Linked DNA regions of Mus musculus: regions 1 and 2 are each linked to region 3. A link is a contact called in public HiChIP or PLAC-seq and promoter capture Hi-C data. All regions are on one chromosome and are shown on one strand. Each heading gives the region's core, a stretch centred on a gene start, on an enhancer-like site or on the middle of the called end of the contact. The rest is flanking DNA. Distances are from core to core; before and after follow the strand shown.

Evidence for each region. Promoter capture Hi-C pulls out the DNA fragments that hold promoters and counts their contacts. HiChIP or PLAC-seq counts read pairs in DNA pulled down with a chosen protein or histone mark.
Region 1: an H3K4me3 HiChIP or PLAC-seq map of forebrain shows a contact between it and region 3, with 8 times the contacts expected there. The contact joins the enhancer-like site here to the promoter of Ncam1 in region 3. A contact is called at or near these places in 1 of 39 promoter capture datasets (embryonic stem cells), 11 of 484 Hi-C or Micro-C datasets (adipose-derived mesenchymal stem cells, cerebellum, cerebral cortex and 7 more) and 9 of 115 datasets of contacts at active chromatin or transcription factors (SST interneurons, astrocytes, differentiating embryonic stem cells and 6 more).
Region 2: a contact with region 3 is called in a promoter capture Hi-C map of hippocampal neurons, with 2.8 times the contacts expected there. The contact joins the enhancer-like site here to the promoter of Ncam1 in region 3. A contact is called at or near these places in 2 of 39 promoter capture datasets (the 3T3-L1 cell line and hippocampal neurons) and 4 of 115 datasets of contacts at active chromatin or transcription factors (embryonic forebrain, embryonic hindbrain, forebrain and 1 more).

What each region holds. Positions count from the first base shown.
Region 1 is chr9:50,451,207-50,455,067 of GRCm38.p6, reverse strand. No RefSeq gene overlaps it. Among named protein-coding and RNA genes, the nearest start is that of Gm32462, 33 kb to the left of the region's middle. Within about 2 kb of position 2,442, at least 108 of the 459 cell types and tissues checked have an H3K27ac peak or open chromatin away from gene starts, as enhancers often do. A contact at or near this core is called in SST interneurons, cerebellum, cerebral cortex and 4 more, where this site is marked.
Region 2 is chr9:50,373,401-50,377,088 of GRCm38.p6, reverse strand. No RefSeq gene overlaps it. Among named protein-coding and RNA genes, the nearest start is that of Gm38579, 17 kb to the left of the region's middle. Within about 2 kb of position 2,243, at least 23 of the 459 cell types and tissues checked have an H3K27ac peak or open chromatin away from gene starts, as enhancers often do. A contact at or near this core is called in forebrain and hippocampal neurons, where this site is marked.
Region 3 is chr9:49,797,326-49,801,025 of GRCm38.p6, reverse strand. It overlaps Ncam1 (neural cell adhesion molecule 1), which reads left to right and starts at 1,957. Exons shown (of 19, transcript NM_001113204.1): 1 at 1,957-2,348. The coding sequence starts at 2,297.

The sequences.
Region 1 (3,861 bases), core at 1,193-3,692, 650 kb before region 3:
AAACAGTTATGTAGATAGCTGTTTCATGTTGGAGTTCTTGGCCAGACAGGAGCCACATCTATTGAGTTCCTTGCCTGATCTCACTCTCATTAGCTTGTATGACAGTGCTCATGGAAGGCACTCAGTAACTTACTTTGGTGAATGAGTCAGTCTGCTTTATAAGCTATTGCATTCTGAAGGAGGTGGACATGCCATTGTGGTAGTGTAGAATGGTCTTGTTCTGTCTTTGTGCTTGGGTTATTCCATTTGATGTAATTCCCAGGAGACCTGGTAGGGAAGGCTGTTTCTGCGTTCACCCTTGCAAGCAAGGTGGTATTTGTAGTTGCCATTTGTCTAGGATGAGGCTGAAACACTCTCACATCAAAAGGCTTTGGGTGATTGCAGAGTGCTTCCTGGAGTGTTGGCACTGTCCTTAGTAGCTGGTAGAACGGCTAAGGATTCATTTGCATCTCAGTTGCTTCTTTGGCCCTCATGGCTTCCACAAAATCATTGTCCCTGAACAATGACAGTCTTGTCCCAGGCACGACTACACTAATTGTTTCATTAATTCTACTTTTAAAAAGGCAGTGCCAAAGTAATTGTTTTAAATTATATTTTGTGGAGTGTGTGTGTGTGTGTGTGTGTGTGTGTGGCAGGGCAGGCACCCGGGTCACAGTGTATAGTGACAGTCAGAGGTAATTTATGAGGGCTGGTTTTCTCTTTCTATCACACGGATCTCACTCGGGGACCCTGGAACTCTATGTCTTCTCCGTTCAGCACCCCCCACTGAAAGCTGGGATTATACGCGTGCCCCTCCACACCCCGCCCCATCAGAGCCTTTTAACATTTTCATAGACACTGTAGGCACCTACGCCGTGGGAGGTGGCTGTAGTATTAAATGTGAACCTAAATTATTAGGGTGCAGATCTGCCCACGCTTGCTGGCCAATAGATTTAAAGGTCAACATGCTTAGCCAATACTTAAACTGTAACCTTGCTGATGTAACCTGTGCCCCTAAAAATATAAAAAAATGCTTGTAATAGCCATTTGGGGGTCGCCCTCTAGTTACTGGCCTCAAGGGACTAATTGAAGGTTGACCCCAATGCGCCAGAAAATAAACCTCTTGCTTTTGCATGGAAAAAAATTATTAGGGCACAGAATCACTGTCTTCAGTAGCATGCAGGCTGATGGAACTCATTACAGCAGACGCACTAACATTTAACAAAACACCTTTCTGTTTAGGATTGTCCCAGCCACCTCGATTTTGTCTTTCTCTTCCTGAAAATTGGAGAGTAAAGTATGAGTGTCTTGGAGATGCAAATGGATGGGGAAAATATGTTTTAAATTGTATTTTGATATGACAGCTAGAGGTGTGAGTTAATACAGATTAGAAACAAAATGGGTGTATTGAGGAAATGTCTTTCAGTGAATGGAAGTTGGATTCTGTGAAGATGTCAGTGTGGATTCAAGTTTGTCATTATTTGTCTATTTTTCTTTCTTGCTACAAAATGTCAGTGTAAAAAGAAACAGTGATGAAAAATGATCTGTGTTGTCCTGTTTGAAAGTCTTTAAATACAGTAACTATAAATGCTCAGTCAGTATAGCTGCATAGATCTAAGGTTTAAAGGATTTAAAAGGAGCCTGAGGCTGAGTTCCACTGTCCTGACTGATTTGGATGGATAAACCTTGAGATGAATTTGAGGATGATGGTGGTGATGGTGATGATGTAGGTGTGGTGTGTGTATGTGTATACATGTTCCACGGCACACGTGTAGAGGTCAGAAGACAACTTTGTGGAGCCAGTCATTTCCTTCCACCTTTATGTGGGTTCTGGGGATCAGACTCACATCACGAGCTTTGCACGGCAGGCACTTTTCCCAGTGGGACACCTCGCTGCCCCTCCCACAGCTTTTGCTATGTGAGCCTGGGTATTCAATAGGCAGAGATGCACTCGAGTATAATCTCTTCCTTGGCTTACCCTTGAAGAGGCTTTGGTCTTTCATGTTTTGTTGAAATAGTTATTAAAACGTTGTTACAACTAAATAACGTAAATACTATTGAGGTCAGCTACAGAATTACTCAGAATTGCCTATATCCTTACTCTAACTGCTATAGATAAGGGAACTTGCGACCTGTGGACCATAACATTTTAGAGAAATTTGATGCGAAGACTTTGATCTTATATTACACATGGCTTGAAAGGTAATTTTATAACTTGCAAAAATGTGGCTCTCAGAGAAAATTTCGAGAAGGCTGATGTGCAGTAACAATGTATACAACCACAGGTTATGTGACAGGTATGGCACAGCGCGGCCAGTGCATAGTCACTGCAAGTGTTACCGATCAGCTGGCTGGAGTCCTTTGGTCAGCCGGATGTTGTGGGTGGGCGAAGAGAGGCTCTTCCATGTTGGCCTGGGAGCCCAGTGTATCTATCTATTCCGCAGTGTGGCGCTGCAGTACTGAGCTGTAGGCAGGAGCAGCAGAAGCAGCTGGTGGCGCCCTCTAGTGTCAGACTCTCGTGAATGCTCTGCACATTGAGATCCTTGGCTGAAATGGTAGAGAGCCTAGGCTACTAAAACCCTTAGTTTCTCAAGTGTTGCACCTGTTGTGTGAGCCCAGGGAGTGGAGATTCCCGAGTGAGTGCCTGCCTGTTTCAGCTTCTTGGCAGGCCTGGTTACGGCTGTGTTACGGCAGTGCTACAGCTGGTTCCCAGGATTAGGGTGTCTGAGACCCAGACCTAAATGTTTTACAGCTTTCTGGTTTACACTCTTCCAGTGACCAGAGTCTGAAGCTTTTCCTCCCTGGGTCTTTACATCTTTCCATTCTTCCCTAGCCTCAGTTCACTGACCTTTCTACTTCTGTCGTCACCTTATTCCTGCTTTGTCCGGAACTCTCTAGCCACCCCTTGCTTGGCTGTCAAGTGGCCGGCTACCTCTTTTTGCTTTTGCAGACCAGTCTGACAGCTGCTTAGCTCCGGCTCTGAGCTAAGCTGCCCCTCCACCACCGTTGCCTCTTATTCTGTCTGTCACCCAGCTGTCATGGCTGCTGCCACTCCTCCGGCTCTGCCATCTGCCGCTTCTTCCTTTGTGGTTCTAGCTCAGTCCAAGAACTGATCACTCAAGAGAAGCATTTTGTGGTCTGATATTGCAACACTGGGGGAGGCTGCACAGAGAGGGTCTAGTAGGTAACTGACCGAGTGAGCTGAGAAGCCTGCTGGTATAGCAAGAGAGAGAGAGGGGGGGTAGAGGGAGGGAGAGAGAGGGAGGAGAGAGAGGAAGAGTGGGAGAGAGAGAGGGGGAGAGAGAGGGGGGAGGGAGAAGGAGAGAGGGAGGGAGAAGGAGAGAGGGAGGGAGAAGGAGAGAGGGAGGGAGAGGGAGAAAGGCAGAGAGGGAGAAATAGAGGGAGAGAGGGAGAGAGGGAGAGGGAGTTTGTACCAATCACAGCACACTCCACATGAAAATGACTGTTGTATTTGCACCAATCATGCCCTTTAGCATCAACCATAGCGTTCCCTTGTTGGGTCCTGGGGCTTTCTCTGGTCTAGGTGGAAATGTTTCTATCATTTAAAGTTCACTAAACCTTGTGACAGCTAAAAAATTCAGTGCAAGTGGCTTAAATCCATCCTGCGTGGAGCCACACGTTCAGGAGGCAGAGCTAGCAGCTGTGATGGACATATACCCTTCCTTAGGGCTCAGCAGGGTGTTCAAAATGGCCGTGGTAGTCTTGCTGTCTGTTTGAAATCTACTTGTTTTGCTCAAGGGCGTGGGGCAGCTAGGGAGAGTCCAACAGCTGTCAATTAGGGAATCACACTACCTTACACCCAAACGTCTTTCCTTACTTACAGGCCAATGGACATCAGAAGGAGGGCTCACAATGAGAACA
Region 2 (3,688 bases), core at 994-3,493, 580 kb before region 3:
AGGGAAGAACTGGGTGTGTCAGTATGGCTCTGTAATCTTAGCACTTGAGACACTGATGCAGAGGGCCATGAGTTCCAGGCCAGCCTGGGCTACATAGTAAGACCCTGTCTAAAAAGTAATAGAAAAAGAAAAAGTGAAAGGAAGGAAGGATGGATATATAAAGAAAGAGAAAAAACCTAAACAAATCAAAGAGGAGGAGGAAATACCAATACTGTTTGTATGGAAAGCTGTAACGTCACATAGTGGGATTGGCATGTGTACTCAACTCGATGCTCATACTGAGTTCCGGTGTCTGTAGAAGGTGACATCGAAGGCAGAGAGTCCTCTGTTGGCTATTCCCATATCTTACCTGTGAACAGGCTGGTCAAAAGCCCATGAGTCAGAGACACTAAGGGTGAGCCTAATGCTTCTGCTAAGTGATGTGTTGTTAAACTTCCCCTTAAATGTTTATGTTCATCCCTGCAGAGTAGTGCTGCCCTAAGCCTCGATCAATGAGGCATCTATTTGCAGAGATTTGTCTTGACTGTAGAGACTCGTGGCTGGTCAAGGTGCTGACAACAAGTGACTGCTCACCATACACCTCCCCCCCTGAGGTACAGGGAGTGCTGTGGAAGAGGGGAATGAGCCTCGTGGAAGAAATGTCAGAATTGAATATGGGCGAGCGGAGCTGTGAAGCTATCTTGTGGGCGTAAGACGGTCTGGACACTCACAGCTAAGGTGTCTTACTTCGTGCCTGCACAGGACAGTCAGGTCCACACGCAGGGTTTCTTTAAGTGTAAGTTCCATTTCATTTGGATAGATGCCTGGGAGTACGGAAGCTGAGTTATTTGATAAGAGCACGTTTCTCCTTAGGAGAAATGATCAAACTGTTTTCCTAGGCGGTCATGCATTTCGAATCAGGTGCGTGTATACCAGGCAGTTACTCTGCAGTCTTGCTGGCACTTGCAAGAATCAACTTGCCATCATTTTAGCCACTGTGCTAGCTGTGAAGTGGTATCTCATTGTGGTTTGAATTTGTATCTCCCTGGTGCCCTATGATGTTGGCTACCTCTCCTTGCCATGTAAATTGTCTATTCCACTCTTTTGTAGGACACAGAAACAAAGCTTCATCTGACCAGGAAGCTCGCCCTGGCAGTTAGCTTCATAGCACTGAAAGGTCCCATGCAAGCTGCAGGGGGAGAAGAGACGTTAGTTGTCTTGTCCAGCACAGACCTGCCAAGCAAGATGTGCTGACCGGTACAAAAACCAGAGAATTTTCAGGAAGGATTTCCTGAGGGGAGAACACCCTCCCCCGGAGTGGGTGGTACCTGCCACTGGCAGCCAAGATGTAAAAAGGTCCAAAGAAACAACAGAGCTGTTTGCCTGCCTTTGCTTCCTGCTTCTGAGTGACCGGCATCTGCCTTGTTGCTGCCTCCGCTGCCAGTTTTCACTGACAGCAGAACACAGCTTCTCCAGCCTTCCAGCAGGGTGTGAAGAGCAGCAGCCCCCTAGCAATCCTGCAGGCTTTCAGCACCAGACTGGGACTGCTGAGGAGTACAGCTTCATGGATGGAGCAGCTACTGGACTCTGTTCCCAGTGTGCAGAGGGCCACTTATAGACTACTCAGTCCTTACTGTGTAAGACAATCAATGAATCCTATATTCACTCTAGAAGAATAGACAGAACTCTACTTTGTATGGTATTGTGTTTGTGGATTTTGATGGTAAGACAGTCTCAGTGGTCTATCCTTTCCTCAGGGGCAGAGGCTCTCTAATGGCCAAGGCTGAGGACATTTACCTGGGCATCCTTCAAGGCTAAAGGAGTATTTCTGTTCCATTACAGGCTGAATCATGTCACCTCTACCCCAAGTTCCTAACTCTCAGCACATCAGAATGTGATTGTATTTGGAGAATGGTCTTTTAAAGAGATAATTAAGATGAGGAACTTGAGGTGTCCTGATGCAAACTGGATGATGTCTATATAAGAAGAGATCTGAATGCAAGGAGGCATCAGGGACACACACACACACACACACACACACACACACACACACTCACACACATGCAATATGATGTCACAGTAAGAAGGTCATGACTTGGAAGCTGAGGAGAGGCCTGAGACCAAGTTTGCAACGACTTTGATCATCTTTGACTTCTAGACTCTACAACTGTGGGAAAGTGAATGTTGTTTAGACCAGCTAGTCTGTGGGGTGTTGCTATAGCAACCCTAGTGGGTGAGCATGTGTTCCCTAGCTATACAGGAGCTCTGCCTGGGGCCCCAGAGTGACAGAATGTGCCTGCTCATCCTCCTTCAGCCATTGCATTCTCTCCTTGTCCCCAATTCTATCTAAAGCAGGAAGCAGCCATGCTCTCTGTCACCAGGCCGCTTTCCGATGACTGCAGCGCCTGCAGCAGCAAACGTGGTCCCAACCCTCCCAGCCTTACCCTCTCCATCATGGCTCTCGTAATCCAGCATCATCAACCTTGCCATAGCCTACATTTCCCTACCTCCTGGGCTAGAACTTGGGAAGTAGACAGCCCATCAGGGAATGTCCAGGGTCTTCTCTCTTCACCTGCGGCTCTGCTCCTAGGCCCTTTGTACCCCAGGGAGATTCTAGTAAAACTTTGACGGTAGTAATAAAAGTCTTAACATTTGGAGGAAGGGAAGCTGTCTCCAAGACAGATTTTAGGCCCCTTTTACTCTGCGTTTGTGGCATTTTCTTGGAGACCTTCCACTCTATCTCTACTTCCCCGTGCTAATTGTTGGGATCGATGCTGTAGCAATTATACGACGCTGACTGCAGCCACCACACATCCCAGGCTTAAGTGTTGCTAAATGTCACTTTCACACTCCCCAGTGTATGGGGTGTAATTATAACTGGTTCACTAGCTTCCCAGGGAAGGAGAAGGATGCTTTTAGCTCCAAAAGGAGAATGGAAATGCATTTTTTTCCCTCTAAACTTTCAAGAACACTCATTTCTGGAGAGACCCTGGCCTGGAGAGAGAGGACATGACATAGGCTCTCTGCAAGCTCAGCACTCCTGCTGGGAACACAGTTGGGACTCACTCCTAAACATGGAGGATCACTGACTTCTCTTCTCATCCATGCTGCCGAAGCCCGAGATCAAACCCAGAGGCAAAGAGACAGAGACAACCCGGGGTCATTGTGATGGCCAATGCTACTGTGGAGCAGGGTGTTGGCAGATATTAAAGGCAGCAGGTGACGTGGGTGGAGCAGCGGGCAGCAGTAACCCAGCTTGGGGCTTGTATTTAGCCGTGTGCATTGTACGAATCACTTCACGATTTCATTTCTGCCACTTCTCAAGTGGAAATAATAAATCCTGTTTGACCTCCTTCAGTTAAATGAAATCCCACAAATATTTAGTCAGTGCCTGCTATGATTTAGTTGCTGGGGGATGTCACAGTGGTGTATAAGTTAGATCTGTCGCCTGCCCCCCTGTGAGCTTTGACTCTAAGCAGGAGTTAGCAGAGGGACAAAGCCAGCTTCTGTGCCATTTCTGCACAACCTTCAAGCTAAGGAAAGAGTTTACACTTATCAGATCAGTCACAGTTAAAAATCACAATAGAAAGGGAAAAAGAAATTACAAGTGGGGTTTCAAAGACTATACACAAAGACAATGAAAATATCCTCCTTTAAATGGTATGCTAAAATGACAGTGTTCTTGTATCTATGGGGTTAGATGAACAGG
Region 3 (3,700 bases), core at 708-3,207:
AATCCCAGAACAGTCATGACAACAGAAACAGCTACATGGCAATGGGAGGGGCTGGAGAGAAACAGAAAGGGAAAAAAAATCTATTCATGCTGAAGTGAGATAGGATTTCCACACTTGTCTACATCTGAAGGCTAAAAATAGAAACATTTGGAGAGGAATCTTTTAATTCTTCTGACATGGGCTATAAGAAGCAAAGTTTGCAGGAATGGGTGTGTCTCTCACTCTGGGTGGTAAAATTAGAAAACTCTTATTTTGGATGCTCCAACCTTCACTCCTCTCTACCCTCTGCCTAGTCTCTCCATCTTTGTCTGTGTAGAAAACTCAATTAGGAAAGAGTCAGAGACATTTATCTCATAAAGTTATAAGGTGGTCATTTTATATACTGGCAAAAGACAGTGTGTCGTCAAAGACACAACTAGCAATATGTAAAAATATATGTGACGTGCATAATATTAATCAGGTTGTTGGCTCAGGGACAAAGACCTCATGTAAACCCCTTACGGAGAGGAAAGGGTCATTTGTACTTATGGTTCAGAACTCTCAGGTTGTGGCAGCTTTATCTTGTATTCACATGCACATGTGCGCTCTCTCTCTCTCTCTCTCTCTCTCTCAAACACACACACAAAATTTGTATGCATATATATACACAACTTAGAAAAATTGGGCTATCTTTAGAATCTGGGGCAAAGAGATATTCTTTTTACTTTTCTGTATTTTTGAATTGTTTATAATCACCATAAGGCAAAAATTTAAAAAGTGAACATGAAAGATTCCTGGGAGACAGACTGCTTCTCATGGATCCTTGGAACCCGCAGCATGTGATAGGACTGGGTACATTATACAGAGGAAAGGAGAGCTGGATGGTGACTGGTCAGCTAGCAGAAGGTGGGTTTTCTGACTGCTAAAGCATCAAGGAGTCTGCCCTTTAAAGAACATTGCAGGGCTTGGGATTGTGTGTGAACTGGCTCTTTGGTCTGTCAGAGGGCTTCACTGAGCAGAGCCACTTCTGGAGCACCCTCACTTGTATTTCCTGCACAACTCAAGCCCCACTCAGGTGCTAAAGAGTGTTGATTTCACTATGTTCCCATCCCCTCTTTTAACAAACAAGGCTGCTTGATTAATGGAAGTCTTTGTGTTGATATCTCAGTCATATTGTATTTTCATAGCCTTAAGAGTGGAGGTCTCCCGCTGAAGGAGGATGCTTGCTGTCGCTCCTGTGCCTTAATACACACAGAAGAGCCAGGGCAAAGGAGGGAGAGAGAGGGAGGATCCCAATACCAGTTTCTGGTTATTCCTGAATATTACTTATAAATGGCTCTGCATTTTCTTTTGACTGGCTTCCCCACCCCCTACTTCTGAGATCTGAGTTGTGCTGCTGTGAGTTGCTCCCTCTGTGGGAAGATGAACTTCATAGCCAGGAGAAAACAAACAACAAAACAAACCTCCACAGCCCTCAGCTCTCTCCAAATTTCCAATTTCCTTCTCTTAGGAGGAAGAGGAAAAGAAGGAGAAGGAGGAGGAGGAGGAGGAGGAGGAGGAGGAGGAGGAGGAGGAGGAGAAGGAAAAGAAGGAAAAGAAGGAAAAGAAGGAGAAGAAGGAGAAGAAGGAGAAGAAGGAGAAGAAGGAGAAGAAGAAGAAGCAGAAGCAGCCATATGCTTTTTATTGCAAGGACTTTAGTAACTAAACTGGAGGGGGGGGTGTCCACAACTTTGAAAATCGAACCGAATCTAAAATTCTTTTTCCCCCTAATTATTAAAAACGTTCAAATTCCTGATTAAGGAACGCCGGAGGGCAGAATGATCTCCAAAGACGTGAATGAAGGAAAAGGGTGAAAAGAAATCCCAGCTCTGCCTGGAAGGTTCCCTGTGAAAGAGCCCGGCTCCCTTGGTAACTCCAGGCCGCGTTTTACAGGCAGCCGCATCTGCCTCCCCTGTCTCTTACCTCCTGGATGTTAGGAACTATTTGTGGTCGGCGTGGTGGAAGGACACAGTGAGGCTCTCACCTCCGCCCCCCGCCCGTCGCTCGCATCCCCAGTTCCATCAAAGCCAACCCGGGCCAGCGCAGGGATCTCCGAGTTGCGAGTGTGCTGAGGCTGGGACTGTCACTCATTCTCCGCTCAGCGCGTGAACGCAGCTCGGCAGTGGCTGGCAAGAAACAATTCTGCAAAAATAATCATACCCAGCCTGGCAATTGTCTGCTCCTCGGTCCATTGCTCCGCCGCCGTCCACAGTCGCTTGCAAGGGGAAGGCACTGAATTTACCGCGGCCAGAACATCCCTCCCAGCCGGCAGTTTACAATGCTGCGAACTAAGGATCTCATCTGGACTTTGTTTTTCCTGGGAACTGCAGGTACATTTTAATTTAATTTAATTAAAAAAAATCTACATCGGGTCTGTTAATTGTCCGCTTGCCCCTGTCTTCTCTCCCTATCCCCGAGAAGCCCGGTTCTTTTGGCTGGTTTTGTGTGTAAAGCAAAGACAGCATTTTCACTGAGCTGAGAAGGGAGCGCATCGTATCGTCCTTGCTTGGCCAGCCAAACCCGTGCCCTCCGGGACGGCGCTGGACGCGGCTGCCTCCCCGCTCAGTGGCGGCCGCGCACGCCCTTCCCACTTGTGTGCCCGCGGAGGTGGGACAGGGGTATGGGGACCGGGATGCTGCCGTGATGGGCAGCGCTGCTTTCCCCTTCCCCGAAGGCGGGTGGCGGATGCGTGGCTCGGGTGGTGTCGCCCCCCAGGCTCATCTTTCACCTAGAGGTGTTTGTCAAGCTTCGAGAAGAGTGAACAATAAGGCTGGGGCAGTTTTACCCCCACCGTTATGTCCCGGGCTGGGGTAAAGTGAGGCTTGCAGCCTTCGCTTACTCCCCCGTCTTCCCCGCCCCGAATAACGGTTTGCAAAATGGGGCAACCACCGGCAGCACCGCAGGGCCCTGTGGTCGTTCCTGCACCCCCGTGCAAATGACGTTAGTTTTTCATTTGCCAAATTGCTGGGTAGTTGCAAAACCTGCCCTCGGCCGGGAGCACGGAGGGATGGGAGGGTCCAGCGCCGCGTTTTGACAGGAGGAAGTGCAGAGGGGCGGAGGGTGAGGAGGGCGTGATCGGGGCTGCCTGGTTGTGTGTGTGTGCGCGCGCGTGTGCGCGCGTGTGCCTTTACACGCACCGAGAGCCTAGGGTTGCACGGTGCCAGCGAAGAATGGCAGGTAGCCAGCTGCCCAAGACACCTCTTCCTTTCTCTGGGCGATATTCCTGATCCTGGCAAAGTGTGAACAATGGGGAGCTCGGGAGAAAGACCGTAGCGACGCTGTCGCGGGTGGCGAGGGCTGTGCCACCGCCCAGAGATCCTTAGCATTCGGGAAGGGGGCGCATTGCATTTTGGCTATTTCCATCTCGGCTTTCCCTGGAAAATTCCTCAGTGTGCCCACCCTCCCTTCCAGCTGCTGCCCCTACCCCACCCAAGGATTTGTGCTTTGGCGTCCCAATGGACTGGGAGAGGGGGAAGCAAAGGGCACTGGGGCCGCCGAGAGCTGGGTGGGATGGGCCGACAGCTGGGGCGGGGGGGGGGCGTGTGCTGCCAAGCACCAGCTGAAAGCAGGCTAGGCGGAGGAGACCGCGCATGGCTGTGGCTTCTGCCTGGTGTGGCTGTACTGGTCCAGATCTCTAAGCCTTGGGTGTGGAGCCCACAGAGCGGCCCCGGGAGCACCCAGT